Regions from separate parts of the Mus musculus genome. Here regions 1, 2, 3, 5, 6 and 7 are each linked to region 4. The links are chromatin contacts, called in public ChIA-PET, Micro-C and promoter capture Hi-C maps. All regions are on one chromosome and are shown on one strand. Each heading gives the region's core, a stretch centred on a gene start, on an enhancer-like site or on the middle of the called end of the contact. The rest is flanking DNA. Distances are from core to core; before and after follow the strand shown. Region 1 holds the start of Prrc2c (proline-rich coiled-coil 2C). Region 2 holds the start of Rc3h1 (RING CCCH (C3H) domains 1). Region 3 holds the start of Prdx6 (peroxiredoxin 6). Region 4 holds the start of Suco (SUN domain containing ossification factor). Region 5 holds the start of Cenpl (centromere protein L). Region 6 holds the start of Vamp4 (vesicle-associated membrane protein 4). Region 7 has its middle 36 kb from the start of Tex50.

The links. Promoter capture Hi-C pulls out the DNA fragments that hold promoters and counts their contacts. Hi-C and Micro-C count contacts between places; a contact is called where the count stands out from the background. ChIA-PET counts read pairs in DNA pulled down with a chosen protein or histone mark.
Region 1: a promoter capture Hi-C map of pre-B cells shows a contact between it and region 4, with 2.8 times the contacts expected there. The contact joins the promoter of Prrc2c here to the promoter of Suco in region 4. A contact is called at or near these places in 5 of 39 promoter capture datasets (cranial neural crest, embryonic stem cells, hippocampal neurons and 2 more), 4 of 484 Hi-C or Micro-C datasets (embryonic stem cells, muscle stem cells, olfactory sensory neurons and 1 more), 4 of 115 datasets of contacts at active chromatin or transcription factors (astrocytes, bone marrow-derived macrophages, embryonic forebrain and 1 more) and 3 of 9 other capture datasets (adipose tissue, liver and pancreatic islet).
Region 2: an RNA polymerase II ChIA-PET map of memory CD8 T cells shows a contact between it and region 4, with 39 read pairs. The contact joins the promoter of Rc3h1 here to the promoter of Suco in region 4. A contact is called at or near these places in 1 of 39 promoter capture datasets (pre-B cells), 2 of 484 Hi-C or Micro-C datasets (both in embryonic stem cells), 2 of 115 datasets of contacts at active chromatin or transcription factors (astrocytes and memory CD8 T cells) and 1 of 9 other capture datasets (adipose tissue).
Region 3: a contact with region 4 is called in an RNA polymerase II ChIA-PET map of memory CD8 T cells, with 614 read pairs. The contact joins the promoter of Prdx6 here to the promoter of Suco in region 4. A contact is called at or near these places in 1 of 39 promoter capture datasets (embryonic stem cells), 9 of 484 Hi-C or Micro-C datasets (B cells, CD4 T cells, CD8 T cells and 5 more), 9 of 115 datasets of contacts at active chromatin or transcription factors (astrocytes, embryonic stem cells, extraembryonic endoderm stem cells and 6 more) and 2 of 9 other capture datasets (adipose tissue and liver).
Region 5: an RNA polymerase II ChIA-PET map of memory CD8 T cells shows a contact between it and region 4, with 143 read pairs. The contact joins the promoter of Cenpl here to the promoter of Suco in region 4. A contact is called at or near these places in 3 of 39 promoter capture datasets (cranial neural crest, hippocampal neurons and pre-B cells), 3 of 484 Hi-C or Micro-C datasets (Sertoli cells, muscle stem cells and reprogramming fibroblasts), 5 of 115 datasets of contacts at active chromatin or transcription factors (astrocytes, cardiomyocytes, embryonic stem cells and 2 more) and 1 of 9 other capture datasets (liver).
Region 6: a Micro-C map of embryonic stem cells shows a contact between it and region 4, with 12 times the contacts expected there. The contact joins the promoter of Vamp4 here to the promoter of Suco in region 4. A contact is called at or near these places in 5 of 39 promoter capture datasets (frontonasal cranial neural crest, hippocampal neurons, liver and 2 more), 6 of 484 Hi-C or Micro-C datasets (Sertoli cells, cerebral cortex, embryonic stem cells and 3 more), 6 of 115 datasets of contacts at active chromatin or transcription factors (astrocytes, bone marrow-derived macrophages, embryonic limb bud and 3 more) and 2 of 9 other capture datasets (adipose tissue and liver).
Region 7: a contact with region 4 is called in an RNA polymerase II ChIA-PET map of memory CD8 T cells, with 5 times the contacts expected there. The contact joins the enhancer-like site here to the promoter of Suco in region 4. A contact is called at or near these places in 2 of 39 promoter capture datasets (hippocampal neurons and pre-B cells), 3 of 115 datasets of contacts at active chromatin or transcription factors (bone marrow-derived macrophages, memory CD8 T cells and pancreatic cancer cells) and 2 of 9 other capture datasets (adipose tissue and liver).

The regions. Positions count from the first base shown.
Region 1 is chr1:162,739,217-162,742,181 of GRCm38.p6, forward strand. It overlaps Prrc2c (proline-rich coiled-coil 2C), which reads right to left and starts at 1,340. Exons shown (of 35, transcript NM_001081290.1): 1 at 1,109-1,340.
Region 2 is chr1:160,905,064-160,908,101 of GRCm38.p6, forward strand. Rc3h1 (RING CCCH (C3H) domains 1) reads left to right here and starts at 1,348. Exons shown (of 20, transcript NM_001024952.2): 1 at 1,348-1,636.
Region 3 is chr1:161,249,909-161,252,890 of GRCm38.p6, forward strand. It overlaps Prdx6 (peroxiredoxin 6), which reads right to left and starts at 1,302. Exons shown (of 5, transcript NM_007453.4): 1 at 1,114-1,302. The coding sequence starts at 1,208.
Region 4 is chr1:161,875,299-161,878,225 of GRCm38.p6, forward strand. Suco (SUN domain containing ossification factor) reads right to left here and starts at 1,384. Exons shown (of 24, transcript NM_001357402.1): 1 at 1,013-1,384. The coding sequence starts at 1,074.
Region 5 is chr1:161,069,436-161,072,383 of GRCm38.p6, forward strand. Cenpl (centromere protein L) reads left to right here and starts at 1,332. Exons shown (of 5, transcript NM_001159930.2): 1 at 1,332-1,921. Dars2 (aspartyl-tRNA synthetase 2 (mitochondrial)) reads right to left here and starts at 1,225. Exons shown (of 17, transcript NM_172644.4): 1 at 558-1,225. The coding sequence starts at 681.
Region 6 is chr1:162,569,153-162,572,005 of GRCm38.p6, forward strand. Vamp4 (vesicle-associated membrane protein 4) reads left to right here and starts at 1,363. Exons shown (of 8, transcript NM_001356527.1): 1 at 1,363-1,628.
Region 7 is chr1:161,194,404-161,197,188 of GRCm38.p6, forward strand. It overlaps the pseudogene Gm6185. Among named protein-coding and RNA genes, the nearest start is that of Tex50, 36 kb to the left of the region's middle. Within about 2 kb of position 1,273, at least 271 of the 459 cell types and tissues checked have an H3K27ac peak or open chromatin away from gene starts, as enhancers often do. A contact at or near this core is called in adipose tissue, bone marrow-derived macrophages, liver and 3 more, where this site is marked.

The DNA of each region.
Region 1 (2,965 bases), core at 90-2,589, 860 kb after region 4:
CTATATGCAAACTCAATCTATTTCTAATTTTTGGAGAATCAATGCATTTGGAGCCAGCCAGAAAAGATGCTGCAGTGCATCTGTGACACACACCTAAAAATGGCTCCAGCCAAAGCAGCATCTTAATGACCAACATGGAAGCTTAAATCTACTTTTAAAAAATGCTAGAGGTCAGACGTGGTGGCCGCTTCATACCACCCTCTCTGTAACGTCTATTAGCGGGAATTGACTCCTGAGCACTCGATGAAGCAAGCATCTTCCGATTCTTCTGGTGCATTCCCAAAGAGAAACCCTAACAGGAGGGCCGCCTACTGTACAATTCTAAGTATCCTGCTGGGGTATGAATTTATGAACCGAGGTTGAAGACCAGCCAATGCGGAAATCCGGGTAGTTTTAAGAGTCAGGAATTACTAGGCAAGTTGGATCCCCCCACCCCAAAGATCTTGAACACACTTCAAACAAATATACATCCCCTTTAAAGAGATCAGAGCGGTCCTTATATGCAAAATCAAGCAAGAGTCCTCACTGGCTCCCATGCTATTTTTCTTCGGTCTTAACTAGGGTCTCTACTCTAGCAACCAGTAATACTAAACGCTCTCTCTGAAAATCAGGCAGCAGCCGAGCCGTATTCCCACAAATGCCGGGCTGGAGCGGCCTAGAGGGAGGAAAAGACTACTCAAATCCTCCAAGAAGTTGTTCAGCTTGTCCCCAGCGGAAGTGGGGTTCGTTGGTCCTGGGTCCTGGTAGAGCCTCTACGACCGCCCTGGACTACACACCGCTGGCTGCAAACGCCAGCCATCACCACAGGAGCATCCGCAGGCACTAAGAGCGCTCGGAGCCGCCACGGGCACCGTCCTCCACGCCGTGGAAAAACGGCGCGCGCAGGCCCCGCGCGGGCGGAGGCTCCCTCGGCCATCGCAGGGCCGCCCCGCCGCAGCACACGCCGCGCACATGGGCGACGAGCCCTGCTCCGGATCTCCGCGGACAGCACGACGCCGGGAGCCCAGGGAGAGACGCCGCGGGCCCCCAGGCCTGGCTCCAGCGCCCGTGCCTTCCCTCCCTCCTCCATCGGGCCTCTTCACGGTCCGGACGCCCTCGCTCTCCTTACCCGCCAGGGTTGAGAACCAAGTCTGCGCGCTTCCAAGGGGCTCGCCCCGGACGGATCAGGGTCAGGGGAGGGGAGATTGCCTCGAGAGACCGTCCGCAGGGCCGCTCGGTCCCGAAAGCCCGAGCCACCGCCGTACAAACCGCCAAAGCACTTTCGCTACCTCCTGAGAGGGTGAGAGCGAGCGAGAAAAAGAAGCAAGATGGCGGCTAGCCAGCCCCTACGTGCTACGTCATGACGTTGCGTACGTAAGGCAAATCTCCGCAAGACCGCCCCGGGGGGGGTGGAGGGGTTGAGGCTGCGGGGTCACGTGACAGCCTCCGCCGCTTCTCGACTGCGGCGGAGGGCAACGCTACCTCCTACTGGAAGGAGGGAGTTCGTCAAGCAGAGCCATTTCGGAGACAAAGCTTTTCCACCTGGGAAGATTCCAAAAACCTTGAGCCCTCCGTGAGGAATCACGACTTGGTTTGTCTCCGTGCATTGACAACAACTGATGGAGGAACATAAACGTTTACAACCTGCGCTTTGACCGAATGTTCTTAGGGGGGGGGGGGGGGCAAAGTGAGGGGCCATGGTGTGGTGGCAATTTGAGAAGACCGAAGTTACCTCGGAGTGAAAAAAATAATCCAAGTGTTAGGGACAAAAGCGACTGGCGTGCTTTGCTGAGGCCACCTTCGGCATTTGTAATTTTGGTGTAAAATAAGGCACTGTTTATTTCTGACTCCTCTGGCAATGTTTACCTCTTGGAACAACTACCTAACAGAGAAAACTAACAGTTAAGAGTCACTCATGCAGGCCGGGCCGTGGTGGTGTACGCCTTTAATCCCAGCACTTGGGAGGCAGAGGCAGGTGGATTTCTGAGTTCAAGGCCAGCCTGGTCTACAAAGTGAGTTCCAGGACAGCCATGGCTATACAGAGAAACCCTGTCTCGAAAGCCAAAAAAAAAAAAAAAAAAAAAAAAAGAGTCATTCATGCAGATGTTTACTAGGTAAGTGTATAGTAGAGACAAGGCAGTACCCGAAGTGAGGAAGGAAAATGATAATATTCTACCTGGGGGCTGAGCATGTACCTCAGTGCCGCGTAGTATCTTGTCACATATATGCAAGTCTCTAGGTTTGGTCTTCCTTTCCCCAACGGAAAGAAGGTAATCCACGAGTATGTGATATTTCTCTACTTTATGAGATATCTATAGTGTATAATAAATCCAAAGATTCTTGTCCTGGTCTGAGTAAACTCCTCCGCTTGCAACTGGCATGTATTCATGGGGTGATACCACAACGTTAGAACAACCATAAAATAATAGCGCAGTAACCACAAGTAACTTCTTCCCCAATTGACATTTGTGATCATTTGTTTTAGATTTTGTTTGCTTTGCATTTCTGGGGCTCGAATCTGGGGCTTGCCTTCAACATGTTAGGCAAGTGCTAATCCAACTGAACTATAACCCTTAGCCCCTTCAGAGACCTTCCAAAATGAGACATAATTTGCTGATTGATAGAACAGGACAGAGAGAGGCCTGTCTTTTCACCAAGAAAACACCTTGGTTATTTTCCCACAATCCATTAGAACCAGTCTTCTGTATCCTGGACTTGAAGTATCTTTCTTGAGCAATGCAGGATCCCTCCAACAATCAAATATGCTGACATCTACCTGGTTATGAGACTGACATGTACAAACAGAATATTAATTCATGAGTTTCTAAGAGTTGTGCATTAGGGTTCTCTAGAGTAACAGAATTTATAGAATGAATCTCTATGTATATATAGAAAGAGATTTTGTTAGAATGATTTATGGACTCTGGTATAGCTAATCCAACAATGGCTGCCAATGAACAGAAGGTCCAAGAATTCAATAGGTTTT
Region 2 (3,038 bases), core at 98-2,597, 970 kb before region 4:
GCTCCAGGCCACCCTGGTCTCAAAGCAAGAGCCTGTCTCAAGAACCAAAGCCTGGCCAGGTATGGCTAGGTGGCCATACCTATAATCTGAGCTCTCAGGGAGCAGAGGTTCAGAACTTCCAGGTCAGTCCAGGCTCCAGGATTTTCTGTTCCGGGAATAAAACAAACCCAGCCAAACCAAAACAACAACAAACAAACAATCAAACACCCACGGGGAAAAAAAAGAAACCAAAACAAAGCCCAAACAAGCCCAACAGCCACCCAGTAATTGTTTCTTGTGAGATGTGGAAGTAATTTGTTTGTTTGTTTTAAATCGATGTTGGTGAGTTTACAGTGAAGAAAGGACAGTCTGGGCATGGGGCCCATGCCTTTAATTCCTTCACTTGGAAGACAGAGACAGATGGAACTCTTGTGAGTTCAAAGCCAGCCTGGTCTACAGAAGAATTTCTAGGATAGCCAAGGGTATATAATAGAGAGACCCTGTCTCAAAAACAGAACAAAAAAAAAAAAAAAAAAAAAAAAAGAAAGGACAGAACAACAAATTCTCTGCTTTCACAGACAAAGCAGGAAGCAGAAGGAGAGCGGGGAGCATTTTATGGTGTTGACTTGAGGACAGTTTTAATGTGAAAATTAGAATATAAATTTAATACTATATAGTATTAGAATTCCGTTTCTTTCGGTTCTCCAGAATTTGGCTAAACCGAATTATGTCGAAGATGTGTGCACACACACCCCACAACACAGGGTACTGGAAAGGGGTGGGATGCAAAACAGATACAAGAGGAAGAGTCCAGAGCTTAAGAGAAACGCCATCATACACACACACACAGACACAGACACACACACACAGACACACACACAGACACACACACACAGACACACACACACACACACACACACACACACACACACACACACACACACACACAAGCGCGAGTGAGGCTGGGGAGAGGTAGCATATAAGAAAAAAGATGCTAGAGTCGAGGAAGAGTCCAGACCTCAGAAAGTGACAAGCTCAGAGGCAGCGCGAGACTCCATAGGAGTGAGCTTACGGGAACCGCCTGGCCTCTTGCCTGCCAGCACCAAAGGCACTGTGGCCACAGGCCAGGCGGGTGGCCCGGGAGGAGGTGGGACAAGTTTCTCCACTCGGGGCGCGACAGCGCTCGAGACACGGGCGGGGCGCGTCGCCCGCTCCCGACAGGGCGTTGGGGCCGGTGACTCAGAGCTTTCCTCCCGGCCCCGCCCTCAGACGACCACGCCCCACCTCGTTAGCCACGCCCCGCCCCGTTGGCCACGCCCCATGAGGAGGAGCCTCGCCTTCATCTCCGCCCCAGTCTCGGGGCGGGCCGGAGTCTGAGGAAGAGGAAGGGGACGAGGACAACGAGCGACGGGCGGCGGAGGACGCGGAGGAGGAAGGGGAGGCCGACCAACAAGATGGCCCCTGCTGCAGGAGCAGCCTCAGCAGCAGCAGGTGGGGGGCTGGAGGCGGCGCTGGCGGTGGCGGCTACGGCCGTGGTCCGGCGGCCTGGGACAGAGTCAGAGTCGATGGTGGCAGCGGCGGCGGCGGCGGCTGCCGCGACGGTGGCGACGGCCGCAGGGACTCGGAGCTGAGAGGAGCTGCTGCTCGGACCAGAGCGGTGAGCAAGTGGCGGTCGGCAGTGTGGGGAGCGGGGCGGCCGCGGCCGAGAACAATAGGCAGCGACTGCGGGGATGGGGCTGTCCTCACCCGCCCTGCGCTCGGGACCGGCCCCAGGGCTTGTCAGTGGCCGGCGTCCTTTAGGCCTCAGGCCTCCGCGTGCCTCCCGGAGGGCCTGCCGGGGTAGGTAGGCCGAGGGGCGGTGCGGACGCCGCCCTGGACGCCGGGAAGGCTGGGGAGGCTGGGGCGGGAGCGGGGGGTTGGGGGGGTCCGAGGCTGACTGGTTCCGAGGTCCCTCGGAGGACAGCGGGCGGGCGGTGAGTTTGCTCGCAGGAAATGTTGTTTGGACCCCTGTCTGTGCGGTGGGGGAGGGAGTAGGCGCCTGTAAACAGCCGCCGCTCCTGCCTAGCTGCCAGGCGTGGCTGCTCCCTCCCCAGCCCCCTTCCTCCCTTGGCCAAGTGGGTTTTAGGGTGTCGGTTTCCCAGGAGTTCCTGGAGATAAACCCTATTGGCCAAGACGAAACCATGTGCAGGTGCCTTTTTCAAAAAGACTATAAGTGTACAACAACAAAAACACACAAAATGTGGTTGTTGGTAAAGGATGGAGTAGTAAGGGGTGGACCTTTCCTAACAAGGTTCTAAACATCAGGTCTCTGTAAACACCACGGTACTCACATCCCAGGTCCGAGGGAGCTAGCCGAAACAAGGGCTCTTTTTGAAGCAGCAATAATGTAACTCTTGACATCCCAGAATAGTCCGTGAAACTGGAAACAAAGCCACTTATTGGCAGCACGGAGACAGATTGTTAAGGTTTGAGCGGAACTTTTCTAACTAGCCATTTTGAATTGTGTACAGCAGAGGCGATATCATTAACCTCTTTGGTATCTGCTGGAAGCACTTAGGACAGAGAAGTGGTTCATCTGTCTCCCTTAGGAGTTCATGTGTCTGTCTCATATTCTAATCATTTTTTTTCCAGTTTGTCCCAAAATTTGGAGAAGATTCTTTTTTCTCTGTTTGAAATTTCATATTTAAAGCCTACTTTCTAAGATTTCCAATACTTTTAGCCTGCCGTTATGCTTGCCTGTGAATCCTAGCACTCAGGAGGCTGAGGCAGAGTATCCTGATTTGACAAGACTTGTATCAAAAAACTAATTCAGCCAACAAAATGCCAGACAATAGAAACTTTTACTGATAGTTTTCAAAAAACAAAAACCAGTTGTGGTTCTGTTTTAAGTGGCTAGGCTTAGGATGAGACACCTCATTTTATGTTAGTATGCTATACTGCAATAATATCTTTATACTTAAAAGTTAGCTATTTCTCCTAAATGTAATTTTTCTAGGCATTTACCACATACATTTTCAAATGGAGGGGGAAGAGGTAAATTTTATTCCATTTTCTACGTG
Region 3 (2,982 bases), core at 52-2,551, 630 kb before region 4:
AACTGCTCTGTCCTCACGTACATACATACATACATACATACATACATACATACATACATACATACTAGATACGAAAAGGACACAGACAGACCCAAGAGTTTGTTTATTCAGTGTCATTGGGCACTGAAACTCCAGAACCACAACATAGCCTGACGCGTATGCAAAAAGCGGACTGAAACTAAGCATCTTACAATGTGTGCATTCAGGAGCTGTAAAACTAAGACAAAATCGGTGCATACCTAGCCACTGTGGCCACCACTGTTGTTATCAGCAGCAAGGCCAGGCGCTGATGCAAAGCAGAGGGGGAGGGGACCACTGGGAAACAAAAGAGTCTCCAAGTGGGGAGGCACACGTGTCCTAGCCTTGGAATGGCCTAGAGTGGCAAAATGGTCGCAGCCTTTCCCTCAAAGCATTGCTTCTTCTAGAATCACGGTCACGCCTACAGAGTGTTTCTGGGTGCTCCCAAAGCTGTTACATATAATCTTATTTTTGACCTCTGAAGGAGGCTCTGGACAAAAAGTCTTTTGGCTACTTACTTGGCACCGTAGTTTTGTTTTGTTTTTTAATTCAGAAGTCCGCAAACACTCCCCGAAGTTAAGAGGAACCCAGATAACGTCGGGACAGCCCTTAATTTGTGGCTGTGTGCTCTAACTTTGACCTTAGGCACCCACCTTCCGCAAGGTACAACTTCTAGAGCGGCAGGAGGGCGGGCAGTGCGACCCTGGGCAAGCGTCCCGGGAAATGACCTCAAACACCGAGCAACCCTGCCCCACCTCCCCTGGGCTTTCAGATCGACCCCGACACAAACCCAACACTGTTTACAAAACCAGGTTAAACAGACAACAAACCGTCCTCGGCAAGGACCTCCTTTCCCATGCCAGGCCAGCCACGCTGGGTCAGGGAAGGATCCGCTGATCGGCGTAGGGCCGGGCAGAGGTCGCAGGTCCCCAGCAATGCCCGGTGATGCTCGGCAGGACCCCGGCGGCGGGCACGTGCGGGAACCGGTGAGGGGCTAAGCCAGAGACCCGCCGCGGCCGAGCGCAACCCGGAAAGAAGCGAGGCAGGTAGCTCTGGGGACCCGTCACCTGGCAGGGCAACGCGGTGGCCACTTACGAATCTCCCAGGAAATCGTGGAAGCGGATGCGGCCGATGGTGGTATTGGCCTCAAAGTTGGGGGCTTCGTCCCCGAGAAGCAACCCTCCGGGCATGGCGGCAGTGGTGACGCTGAGAACAAGGAGGCGCAGCCGCAGCAGTGAGCAGCGGGCGGGCTCCTGCGGAGACCTAGATCAGTGCTGGCCGAGTGGGCGGGGCTGGGGCGGGGCTGGGGCGGGGTGGGGCGACCGCGAGTCTGGCGGCTGCGGTTCTTCACGTGGAGCTTGCAGGCAAGGGAGATTCTGGAGCTAAAGAAGGCCACGTGCAATAGGAAGGAAGCGCAAGACCGAGAATTGCGGGGACTTGTAGATCTGGCGGCTCTGCAAAGATGCTCTAGGAGAAGGCGGAATTAGCGCAAATCCTCTGACATTCTCACCCCTGTTGGACTTACAATTTAGAGGTCTTGGGGTATAGCCCTCTTTTACTATGAGCATCTAGTAGTTGGCTGAATGACTGACTACTCAGCCAACCTGGGTTTCAGAAGTTTTTCAGGATGTGGCAAGAACCAGACTTGTGACGTGGGCTAAGTCAGAGGAAGTGGCTTTCTTATTGCAGCAAACATTCTGTACCAATGTCAATAAGAGGGCAATGGAAAGAACCGTTTTTTTTTTTTTTTAAATTTTGCCTCCCCATTCCTGGAGTTCCTTATAAAATGCTCAACACATTATTCCTAAAGTTTAAATATAGGTTTCACAACAGGCTTCTTGAGATCGAGTGTATGCAAGTGAATTCCCACCTGAAGAAATGGGACATTTTGATCCACTGACTTCCTATTTCCTAAGCACAAAGTGGAGAAAGATGCCTGCCCTTATTAGAGACAGATGGCAGACATTCTGCACAGAAACCAGAATCTGTTAGAAGCTCAGCCTGGTGATCGCAAACCAGAAACCCCAACTACTCTGGAGAAAGGAGAAGGACTGTAAATTCTGAGCTACAGAGGAAGTTCAAGGCCAACCTGGGGAACTTAGAGTCTGTCTCAAAATAAAGGGGAATGAGGAAGCAGGTGTGCGGCAGGATGCTTGACTGGAGTGTGGGAGGCCCTAGGTCCAATCGCCAGCGCTAAGGTGTGGTGGAGGACAATGTATTAGAAAGCCCCGAGTCCTAGCTGGAGAAACTAAAGCGAGTTTATGTAAGTTAAGTGAGGCTACCTGGAGGTCAGCTTCAGATTGTGTGGCCCAGCCTGGGGAAGCCTGCAGGACAGTAGACTACTTAGAACATGGCAGGTGCTCTCAGAGTGGTAGCTATTATTAGATGACACAATTCACGCAGTAACTCTCACTTTCCTTATTGCTAGCTAGACACCGTGCGAGGCCTGATGTGAGACATAGTCCCAGCTCTTACAGGAAAAGTGCAGTTATGATATCATGTAAGGTGATATGGACAGGGGAGCTGTGAGTGTTTGTTGTTCGGTGTGAGGAATCCTCTGGAACAGACTCAACGGATTTAAAGGAAAGCGTGTGGCGGTGCTGAGTGCAGCGACCCACTGTACCCTGCGTTTTCATCATGGTGATAAGCCCTGTCTTTGTGTCTGCATGCATACTGGTCTTGCCTGCTTCACAGAGATTACTGCCATGCGTTTTAAAGTTAAGGTAACTTAATCTCTAGCTTGACTCCACCCTTCTGTTTTGAAAGCACGTATCTTCACTTTATTTATTATGTATTTTCACAGTAGGGAAGCAGGGTAGCTTGACCTTAAGGAACTATAAGCAGTGTTGCAAAGATGGGCTAAAAATCAGATACACCACAATAAAGAGACTGGATGCAGACTCAAAGTGGCTGATCTCTATCAAAGGCATAATTACATAGCCACCACTTTAAACTAAGCGAGTA
Region 4 (2,927 bases), core at 134-2,633:
GATTTTCTCAGACAAGTGTTTTCTTGAGCCCATATTAATATATTATTCTATGTGAGCAACAACTCTACAACTTGAGCACCTCTGGATTCCATTACACCCATAAAAAAAAGGGAATTATTACTGGCGCTTTGAAGACATAAGGTAAATAAGAAAGTGTGTTTAGATTTTAGTATAAGAAGCAAAATCTCTTTAACACAAAGGCCATCACTTTCAGTCACCAAGTCTCAAGGCTCTTTGGGAATTCCTTCAGAAAGAATGGCTTTTCCAAGTACACCTTTAGCAATCCTTTGGTTCATAAGCTATGTCTGCTCCTGGACATCCAGAGATGTGCTTGAAATTAACTTGAACTCCATAGAACTTCAGAGAAAGGGACAGAGCGGGTCGCAAAAACCGTTTCCTTTCTAGTGCCAAAGAACATGCCCCAAAACTATGGCTGACTCCACATCTGTGATAATCCTCTCCCACCAGGCTAACCGAAAAAGGGCTTCATCAGGGATCCCGCCCGCCCCACGCCGCAGGGTTTCAAGGAGCAGCCCCAAAAGTACTATTGGTCAAGATTGTGCAAGACCTGACCAGAAGAACAACAGTTTAGACATTACTCTTACCCTCATGACGACTCACGTTTTCAAAATCACAGGTCCGGAACACATCACACCTGACTCGCCCCTGCCCTTACCTCATAACGAAAGCAAATGAACTGACAGCAAAACTGAGTAACTCACTCACTAGCTTTCTGAACACTACCCAAACTGCCCTAACTGCGGTGATGGGGTACCCGAGTACAAAGGCAAAAAGTGATCCCCAATATCCCCTTCTCTCCCTGCTGGAACTCTGCAAATTCCAAAACACAACTCGTAAACCACAAGAGGAAGAGCTGGGTGGCCGCTGTGTCCCTGGCTTAGGAGCAGGAGCACCAAGCAACCCAAAAAGCCGAGATGATTTGGGGGTGTGACCCGACCTACTCCCTCTTTCATCCCCACGGGAAGTCCCCAGAGGCCGGCCCCTTACTCACCAGACTAGAGAGCAGAGAGAGAGGCAGGAGACCAGGGCCAAGGCCCGCCGGTACTTCTTCATCTTCTCCTCCTTCTTCCCCCTGCCAGGAGGCGGCACATCCTCCCCACAGCAGCCACTGTCGAGGCCAAGATGGAGGAGCCGGAGCAGAAACGCGAGGATGGGACCGAGAGTCCGAAGAGCAGTGGGGCTTGGGGAGCGGTTCCGCAGCGGCTCGCGTCCCGGATGGCCTCCCCGAGAGGCCCACGGCAACGGGAATAGGGACGCTTCACAGGAGCGCTCGGGAGACTGCCGCCGCCGCCGCTCTGTCTGCCCGCTCGCCCGCGCCCGCCTCCTCCGGCCTTCGCCGCCACTGCCTCCCCATCCCCGCCCCGCCCGCCCGGGCCCTCGCTCCGTGCTGCCGGCGACCAACGGCCGCCGCGTACTCGCCTCTCAGCAGCCAATCCCCGGCCGGGCCAGCGCACCTCGCACTCCACTGAGCTGGGTGGAAGGAGACGCGTCACCCACGTCCCTCTCGGCTCGCGCTCCACAAGTCACAGCGCGGGCCACGCCCCCTCCGCTGACAAAGCTCCAAAACGCCACAACCGCCGCCCAACCTGCGCAGGTCCCACCCACTCGCTGGCGCTCGAACAGGAAGTCCTGTAACCCTCGGTCTTCCGCCTTTCAATGGCCTGCCCACTCTCGCTGGCACGCGCCGCCTCCGCGCACGGGTATCTGGGGCTTGTAGTCCTCCTGCCCGAACCCGCCTTTTTTTTTTTTCCTCCGTAGAACTCGCGGGTTTGGTTCTCGAGTTTTACACTTTCACTTCTCACCTTCAGACTGACTAGCTTTGTCATTTGTCATTGTTAAGTCTATAATTCTTCCTTGGAGCACAGTCATGGAACGGCCTGGAATGACTGGAGAGGGTCAGGAGAAAGCATGCTAATGCAATTTAAAAGTCGGTTTACCGGCAGTGGGTCGGGCTTACTGAGGTAGATGATGATTGGAAGGTAGAAAGAGGCGTGTCAACGTTTCCTCTCACATGATTGGCTGGGAAGGACTGAGCTTTTCTTTCACCTAAGTGAGAATTCCTACCTGCCCGCCAGATTCCTAAGATAGAGCTTTAGTGTTCTTTTTTGTTCTTTTAATTTCGGGCTGTGGGTTTGCTGCTGCAAGGCAGAAAAGACACTACGGACTCTCGGCGTCTGGAAGCAGAGAAAGCGAACTCCTACACATACTTGCTGTGAACAAGAAAAAAAAAAAGAAGTGGTGTTCACAGATGGAGACCCCAAAATCTGTAAAAAGCTGAGGCCCAGAATCCTACTTAGGGAGCGTTGGTGTGCAATCTCAGAATGCTTTGTGGCTACTGCCAGACATCTCTTCAAGTAGCTTACTGATCCTGAAAGACAGCAGTTGGAAGAGACTAGACTTTTGGCCTCTTAGTATAGCAGTTCCTTCCTCTAAGTCTCCCGTGTGCCTATTTAACATATCAAAGCAGAACTGGCTGCCACGTTCTCCCAGCATTCTTCAGTCTCTACCAGTTAGTTGCAGGATTCTTCTCATCAGCCCCTACTCCAAACTTCTCCAGCCCAGGGGCTGGGCAGCCATTCCCTCATGCACCCTTCCCTATATAATCCAGCCATTTTGGTTACCTGGCCCTTTTGGTCTGCCCTTTACCCTCCTGGCCTCTTGATCTCCTGGTCTCCTGGCTCTCCTTGCCTCCTCCACTTTCCTCACATGGCCCCTGCTCAGGTTCGTATTCACTCTGGACTCGTCCAGATGCCCCTGTCTCTGGCTATGTCTCCCTTGTATAAACCTCCTCTACCATGCCCAGGAGCAGTCATTCCCTTCCTATTTTATTTTATTTTATTTTCAGTTCCTCTCATCTATCTGCACCGCCATACCCATTAACCTCCTCCACTTCTCCCACCCTTAAC
Region 5 (2,948 bases), core at 82-2,581, 810 kb before region 4:
GAGTTTTGGGAGTCAACTCTGGTACTCAGGCTTGGCAGGAAGTGCCTGAAGCCACTGAGCCATCTTGTAGGTCTGATGTAGTTTATAAAATAGCCTAGATTATACAATATCCCTATTGTGTTTACCTGCACAAGTGTCAAGGCCCAAGCAAATAACTGCCCCAAAGGAAAATTTTGCCTTCTGTTTAAAAATCTAAACCTTGTACATAAACTAGCACTTGAAGGGACATAAAATGGTAGCTGTCCATTTTGGTAAGTGACATATAATTTTAGAAATTACCTGCTTGACAGTGCAGTTAGTATTTAACTTTAGTACAAGTATAGTTTATAACAATCATTTGTAAATCAATAAACTATTAGAAAAGATTTTATTTAAATTATTACTTTAGTTTTTCTACTAATAGTATACACTACACAGGCTATCTACTTTTTTTTTATAATCAAGGGGGGGACCTTAATTATAACTAATCAAGAGAATGAATGACCTGGTATTAAAATGCAGTTAGAATCAGGGAAACAAGCTGTCAAAAACAGGCGGAAGCTCGTAGCTGCCTTCACCTGGAATTCTTTGTGAACTCAACGCCAGATTTCTGGAAAGAGAACCCCAGATTGGCCGCATGGTCTTCCCGATGGGTCTGGATAAACCCCTGCATAGACGACTTAACCAAAAACCAAGATACATGTTGAAGTCCCGGGATCCGGAGAGACAATCACGAATCCCACGCTGCAGGTGTGGTGGTGCTCAAAACTCGGTTTTCGGAATACCTGGGAACCCTTAAAATTCTAGTTCCCACGCAAATGCATCCAGACCCTGCTCCGCTGAACGTTCTAGTATCTACAAAGTAGATTGACCTGCAAGGTCTCCAGAGACCTTAGGTGAGTGGGTAGGGGGAAAGCCTTTGCTTCCTTCAGTGCATCAGTTCCCACTTTAATTAAACAAGGCTGAGCCCCGAAGATGCCTCAACAGCAGCGCCAGTGCCAGAGCGCCCCAGCCGGAAGGCCGGCCACCAGGCGCGCGTCCTCCCTTTATTCCCACGTATCTCGAAGGTGACCAGGGCATAAGCAGAAATATAAGGAGGTGCAGCCTCGTGTTTCAACTTTCCCAAACCTGGCGGCCCATCCTGGATTTTCCTGAAAGGTGAAGACGAACAAATCCAAACAGCTCTGAGGTTCAAACCCAGACACAAACCACATCCACAAGCCAGTCCCTCTGACGCCCGGCGAGCGCCAAAGTTACGCAAGGATTCCGGCCAATCAGGACGAGGGCGCCTCCGCCATGTTTATTGTGGGCGGCAGTATGCGGGAAAGTTTCGCACCGGTTGGAAAACGGAAGAACAACGCGGCGCAATAGGGGATTGGGAATTTGAGGCTATTGATTGAAGCCTTCCAAGCCTTGCCCTCAGTTAAAATGACGACTTCAGTTGCTTTCAGTTACGTGAAATCGGAGGGCCACAGGCGAGGCTTTCCGAGTCGGCCGCAGGGCAAGTCGGGAAATGATTTTAAACTGGAGGGCGTGGCGTGTGTGGAAAAGCGCCTAGACGAGCGGAACTTTCAAGTCTACCTTTGATCCCCGGAGAGCTCCGGAGAAGGGTCTTTGGGGACTCCCTGTTTTTCGTGGGCCGGCGCCAGCTTCCGAAGAGCGAGGATCATAGAGCCGGGCAGCTTGGGAAGCCGAGCTGTCTCTCCCGGGGGAAGTCGCAGGTCTTGCTCGAGCCTGAGGGAAGCTAGGTTCACTCCAGGACTCCTGATGTCTCTTCTGAACTCACCGGGGATTGCTTCGGTTCTCTCTTAAGCAGTCATTTTGGCCACTTTCTTCTTCTTAAAAAACCAAAACCTTTCGTCTCGACGTAGTCTTGGAGCAAAACTTGAAGGATGATTCGTGAATCCGGAGTGGATGACAGTGTCTTTACGACATAGTTTTGGTAAGAGCTTTTGGGTCCTCGACTGGCCGTGTACTGCATTTCTTTCTGTTGTGTGACTGTTGTCTTTGCAATGCTTTTGTGTATTTAAGATGTGTACAAACGGAAGCTAACGTCAACGTGAGCGTTAGTATGGGAGCAGTGGGTTGACTTTTGTGGCAATATTGCAGTGACTAACTCAGGGACTTTCTTCATGGACTAACCACAAGAAAAACTACTGAGTTTTAGTTGTGTGTTAGGAACTGAGTACAAGAGAATTTGATGAGAGATATAGTTCCGTGGATACTAGAAAGAGGCTGATAGGACCCTTTGCCACGGGCATAAGAGTCAAAGGAGGCGAAGAATTGAGAAATTCGTAGAACCTTTCCCTCCAGTCACCTGGCAACATAGCAGCGTACTTACTAATAGGGTCGTTTGAGGAGTGAACAGTAGTACCAGATATGTCCCAGGACTAGGGAGGCTGAGGCAAGAGAATTGCCGTGAGTTCTAGGCCAACCTGGGCTACACAGAGAGACTGTCACTCGATATAAACAAAACACCCCCAAACAAAAGAATATTCGTTAAAGGCTTAATCTTTGTTAAGTGCTTACAAACATGCCTGAAAAGTAATGTATACTTAGCAGTTATTGTACTAGTTAGCCTACTTTAAAGAAAGATTCTGTATAAACAGAACTGATGAAGACTCCTATCTAAATAGCAAACAAGTGGGGAGAAGAACGGGAGGAGGTGGTGGCAGAGGGAAGACGCTGCCTTCTGAAGGAAAGTTCAGTTGATGGAAGATTTTTAACAGAGGGGTTCGGATAAGTGGGACCTGCATGGCTGCTATGGACAGGAAGAATTTGTAAAGTCAAAAATAATAAAAAAGACTAGGAGCTCTCCTGCCAAACCCAATACTGCTCTGATGAGAAGGCCAAGGGTGTCTGTAAAGATAAAGATGTCTTCCAGAAGTTGGCCTGGGACCTCCACAGGCATAAGAGCCGAAGGAACTTCTCCTGGTAGCAGCAGCCCCAGTTCTTGGTTCCTCCTGACC
Region 6 (2,853 bases), core at 113-2,612, 690 kb after region 4:
AAGTAGCCAAATTAAGGCATTATGACTAAATACAAAGAAAAATAACAGATTACTCATAAGAATAATAAGGCATGTATGAATGACATGTCCATTGTAGCTCTACTATCGTATTTCCTTATGCTGTTAACAGACAAGGACATTAACTAGCTAAGGAAACAAGGCAAGGAAGTTCGGCATAGTAAGCAAATATACGGATAAAATCATCAACTGAAGGGGCTGGAGAGACGGCTCAGTGAGAAAAGGCACTTATCCTTCTTGTTAACGACCCAGGTTCAATTCCTAGCACCCACATGGCAGCTTGCAACAGCCTGTAACTCCAGTCCCAGGGGATTTGAAGTCCTCATCTGATCTTTAAGAGCATCAGGCATACACATAGTAGTGTATGCACATATATGCATGCAGCCAAAAACACCCATACACATAATAAATCTTTTAAAAACATTAAATAAATAGAAACAAACAAACAAAAGACCACCTCTGGGCTGTCTAGTGACTCCGTGATAATCTCACTACCATGCCCTGCCAGAGACACAGACTAAGATACCTTCTATCTGGGCAGGCCATTTCAGTCCAAGTCAGCCAAGTTGTGAGGAGAAAACTCTCAACCAGTGAGCCCAACAGCAACCCTAACTAAAGATCGGGTGAAAGAGGGCTTTCTCCTGGAATTTTCCTCCTCCGGTTTGTTTTCTTGTCCCTGAGCATCTTTTCTTATTTTTGTGTCTATCAAATAACTGGCAATATATTTCCCCACAGTTTAAAAACTCTTAACAAAGGACTAATAACCATTAAGCTTAAAAGACTTGGAGGAGGATAAATTAAAAAAAAAAAGAAAAGAAATACACATTTCTACAGTTTTGGACTAAGTCTATCAACGCCAGACTTCTTTAAATAAATATGTCAAGCAGAGACTGTAAAGGAGATGAATTATTGGCAGAATGGCAATGTAAGGGTGGTTTCCCGCCTGAATCCCTATGTTTGGATCCTGCCATTTAGGCTACAAGCAAAAGGAATGAAACTGAGTAACCCTCAGCAATTTTGTAAATGGTATCAGACAGATATTTTATCACATGCGGCCCCTTTTACTCAGGTCCCTCAGACAGCCCGCAAAGTAGCATCTTCTACGGGACCTACATCCTAGTCACCCTTTCAGCTCCAGTTGAAAGACTTCTCAGCGTTCCCTACTCATCCCATGTACAACCCACGTGCTCCTCCATCGGATCTGAACGTCACAACCCCGGGGGATTCTCCCGGGTTCAAGAAAGACGGAAGCGATCGACCCGCTCAGGGTCTCCATTGCCTGAACATGTCCCCTCCGCCAGAAGACAAGACCCGGAGCGCCGAGACGCTCGATCTCCGTTGCCTGAGCCTGCCCCCTTGCGCCCTCTCCAGGACTCGGAGTACCGAGCGGCTCGATCTCCCTCGCCTGAGCCCGCCCCCTCTGCCCAGCGCCAGGCGGCGGAGCGCCGAGTCGCTCGATGAGCGGGGGCGCTGCAGCAGAGCGGAGCGGTGGCGGCTCTGCGCCTTCGGCCTTCCCCCTCCCACCCTTCTTCCTCCGCTTCCCGCTCCCTCCCCCGCCTGCCCTGCGCTGCCAGCAGGGACTGCTGCCGGGAGCCCATCGGAGACCGCAGGTATCCCGCCCCGGCGCGCCTGAGCAGGCAGGAAGCCAGGCGACGCCCCTGCCTACCGCCCCCAACGTCCGCTGGGGCTGGGAACCGGCCTGCGCGAGGGTCGGGTCGCGAGTGGGGAAGGCCGGGGGCCCGGGGTGTCCTGAGGAAGGGGCGCGAGGACTGGGGAGGGGCTGGGGCGGCCGAGGAGCTTTGAGATCGAGTTGCCCTCCAGGGGGAGAGCTGTTCCCGAGGGGGCACCTGTACGGGGAGTCGGGGGCCAGAGTTCCGAGCAGATGTCGGGGTGCGTGGCCTGGGGTGGCGGCGGCGAAGGGAGCCGAGGAATTGGCCAGAGAGGCTCGCCTGAGGTCCTTCCTCGGGGGTTCGGAGAAAGCGCGCATCCCCGCTGTGCTTAGAATGACCCGGGGGTGGAGGTGAATCCTTACACGTAACAGGTTTTGCGAGTAAGATTTCCAGTCACGATTTGCGTGGAACTGTTACCAGCCGAGACTGCAGATGAGAAATGAGGAAGAACTGGCGAGGGGGATGGAGGCTGAGCAAAGGAAAGCCGTGCCCAGCCAGATTCGAGCTTTTTTAGCGAAATGAAATAGAGCTTGTTTTGTCGAGGTAAAAAGCCAGTGTAGATTAAACAACAGGTTAGAAGTGCGTTACATGTAAAGCCACGGAATAGAGAACGTACTACAGAAGATGCATACGAGAGATTTGAGCAAGCGGGGAAGTACACGTAAGAGTCGTGCGATGTTGACACTTCAGTGAACCGTGTGGTGTTCCATCCACGACGTGGAAAGACATCACGATGACTCTTACTACGTAGACACGTTAACGACAAGAATATTTTTGGTAGGAGGAACTGTAGGCAGAATGGAGTCAACTCTGATTTCTGAGTACAGTTTATTTACGCTACTTATTTTTAATCTGTAAATATCATTAGTTGCGGGTAGTTCCAGGGTAGCTCGTTTATCTATCTGCTGATTTGCTGGTGGTTTGTTTATTTGTCTAGCCTGAGTTTGCTTCCTTCCTCAAACTGATAGCTTGGATTTTAGAACTTGAATAAGAGGTTTACTCCTCATTACGTTTTAGTGTCATACCGTGTAAAGACATTTTGTGAATTTGCTTGATCCCTCTCTCCTGTTGGCTAAGATCAGCTTTTGCTGTTAGCTAAGATCAATATCTGTTATCAGCCAGTTGTTTCTTTTGGGCTGTCAAGGATATAAATATATCGTCCAGA
Region 7 (2,785 bases), core at 23-2,522, 680 kb before region 4:
ACGCATTAACCATGTAACGGGCTTAGTTATGCTTTCATGATGTGTTTCAATCGTATCCACTCCTGTTAGTCTCTCCTGTCTCTTTCCCCACACTCCTTGTTCCTCTCTGCAGCCAGCCCTCCTGTCTAATGTCTTTCTGTGTGTGACCTAAGGAGTTTCATTGGGATTGTTTACCAGCGTGTAAGTGGGGGCTCACTTACATCCCTGGGGAAGTCTACATTAAGTAGATTTATCAGACTCTCACAGGGCACTCTGCCTGAGGAAGAACAGGCCCCCTGTTTACAAACCAGAGTGCAGTCAGTAAAAAAACAAAACAACACAGACAAACAAGCCAAAACCCAGATGGTTAACTCACGTTTTTCTTTCTCCCCTTTCTCTCCTTTCTTTTATGTTTAGAGTTACACATAATCATCGGACTCAGCTTTGATGTTTTTGGAAGCACCATATGTGGCTATTGGTGTACGAGAGTCATCCAGATTATATTGACCGACCTCTTTAGCAACACACTGACGAACGTTGTTCTCTGTTTCTCACTGGTGTACATGACGTTTTACCTTGGTAAGGCAAACAAACACAAGAACTGCCATCCTACTAGAGAGCCTGGGAGTCCTGGTTTGCCCTGCTCCTTTCCCCTGCTTCATGTCTTCCTCCTGTCTGTTACCACCCCCCACCCACCCACTTGTGTTTTGTCACATCACCTCTCTGTCAGATCTAGTTCTCTCCTGGCCTCTCATTGTAACCTCATGTCTTTGCGCTCCTATGTCTGGGTACTCTTAGCCCTTTGAGCTCTATTCTCTAACCCTACAGTAAGTCCATGGCAGTGCCCTAGAAGCGGAATCGTCATGGAGTTGTTTCTGTCTGGACTCTTGAGCTGCTCACCCCATAAAATGGGAAAAGTTGGCGGAGAAGTTCCCGAGGGCTTTCCAAGCTCGTCATCCTTCACTCACTAGACTAAAAGGTCCTTTCAAATAGCGATCTTTTCTTGAATCTAGAAGGTGGGAAACGAGAGTGGGGAGATCAAGAGTGCTTGTGTCAGGAAGAGAAGCTGGGGCATCGGGTAAGTTGCAGGAGTAACTGTACCCAGCCCCAGTGGGCCTTCCGTTAGTTCAGTTTTGTAAAATTGGGACTTGAGGTGTTTCAGCTCCCAGGAACCATATTAACTATGACCAAACTGCTTTTGCTCCCCTCATACACTGGAGCAACTTTAACCAATGAAGATCTCAGCCGTCTCTTACACCTCTAGCTAAGGAAAGGCAGTTTTCTTTTTCCTGTAGATATATCGCCACCTAGTGGTTGCTTACTGCCCTGAGCCAGTCAAACTAGCGAAAACATTCACGGAATGCTCGTTTCCTTCAGCTTTATTTCTTTGCTCCTTTGTGAAAGTTTTGTGGATGCCTTACTTCAGTTTTTCCACCTCCCTACCAGACTGTGAGCCTCTTGAATATGAGTGGCGCTCATAGTCAGCTCTTCACTCGATTAGTTTTTCCTCCTTTCAGCCAAGCTTAGAGTTGGTCAAATGCCCGACAGTAATTTAATACGTGCTGATCGAATGAACCAACATTCCTTCTCAATGTGTTTTTGAGTAGACAGAATCCAGATATACTCCGTCAATCAGCAACGTTGGGAAATACTTAGCCTCTTTAAGCTTGTCTCTTCTATACAATCGGTCTAACAATACTCCATTTGTGTAAGGCACTGCATGCATTAATGAAGCTTGCTATGCTTGTGAGCTGCGGCTACCCTAGGGACTGGCAAGAGCTCCTTGTGTACACAGCTCCTCCCACCTCCTTCTGAGTGACAGTTGTTCCTGGAGGGGGGCGGGGCGTGTCTCTCTCCCCAATCCCAGACACTTGTTTTTGAGCCTTTGCCAGCTCCCTACTGTGTTCAAGACAGGGTGGCTCATAAATGCTGGTTCATTTCTTCTTCCTAATAGGAATGGAGGTGTTTGCAGCCAATATTTGGTGTCCCCTTAGACAGATTAAATGGATGATAGCCAAGGGCAGAGTGCCAGGACCGGGTCGCAGAAGGCGTTTCAGCCTCCCTTTCACGTTAGAGGATTCCCAGCCCAGACACACACGTTTTCGAGTTGGGATGGGACTCTCACATAATTAACAATACAAGTTCCTTATTTTCATTTATCAATATAACCAAAAATGTTCCGTCACTTTGGCTCAAGTCATTGAAACACAGACATGGGGCTGGCGAGATGGCTCAGTGGTTAAGAGCACCGACTGCTCTTCTGAAGGTCCCGAGTTCAAATCCCAACAACCACATGGTGGCTCACAACCATCCGTAATGAAATCTGATGCCCTCTTCTGGAGTATCTGAAGACAGCTACAGTGTACTTACATATAATAAATAAATAAATAAATCTTAAAAAAAAAAAGAAATGGAAATTGGTAGTCAGTAACTTTATAAAAAATCAATTTCTTGAATGTGTTCAGAAATATATTTGAAGTCATGCTAAGAACTGATGCAGTTAATTACAAGAATAAGCTTTATTTAAAAAAAAGAAACACAAACATTTGATAAAAATGTGTTTAAAACTCAGCAAGAATATATATGATAATAAATAAATCAAGATCATATACATATGTGTATATATATATATATATATATATATGTATATCAGACAAAAATAAGAACTAGCATGTACTCAAAGAAACTGGAAATAAGAGTTTGACAGTTGTCCCCTATCAAAACATTTGCAGAACTGTTAGCTTTACTCAACTTGATTGTTGAAGTTAAATTCGTTAGGAAAGTGCATATATATATATATATATAT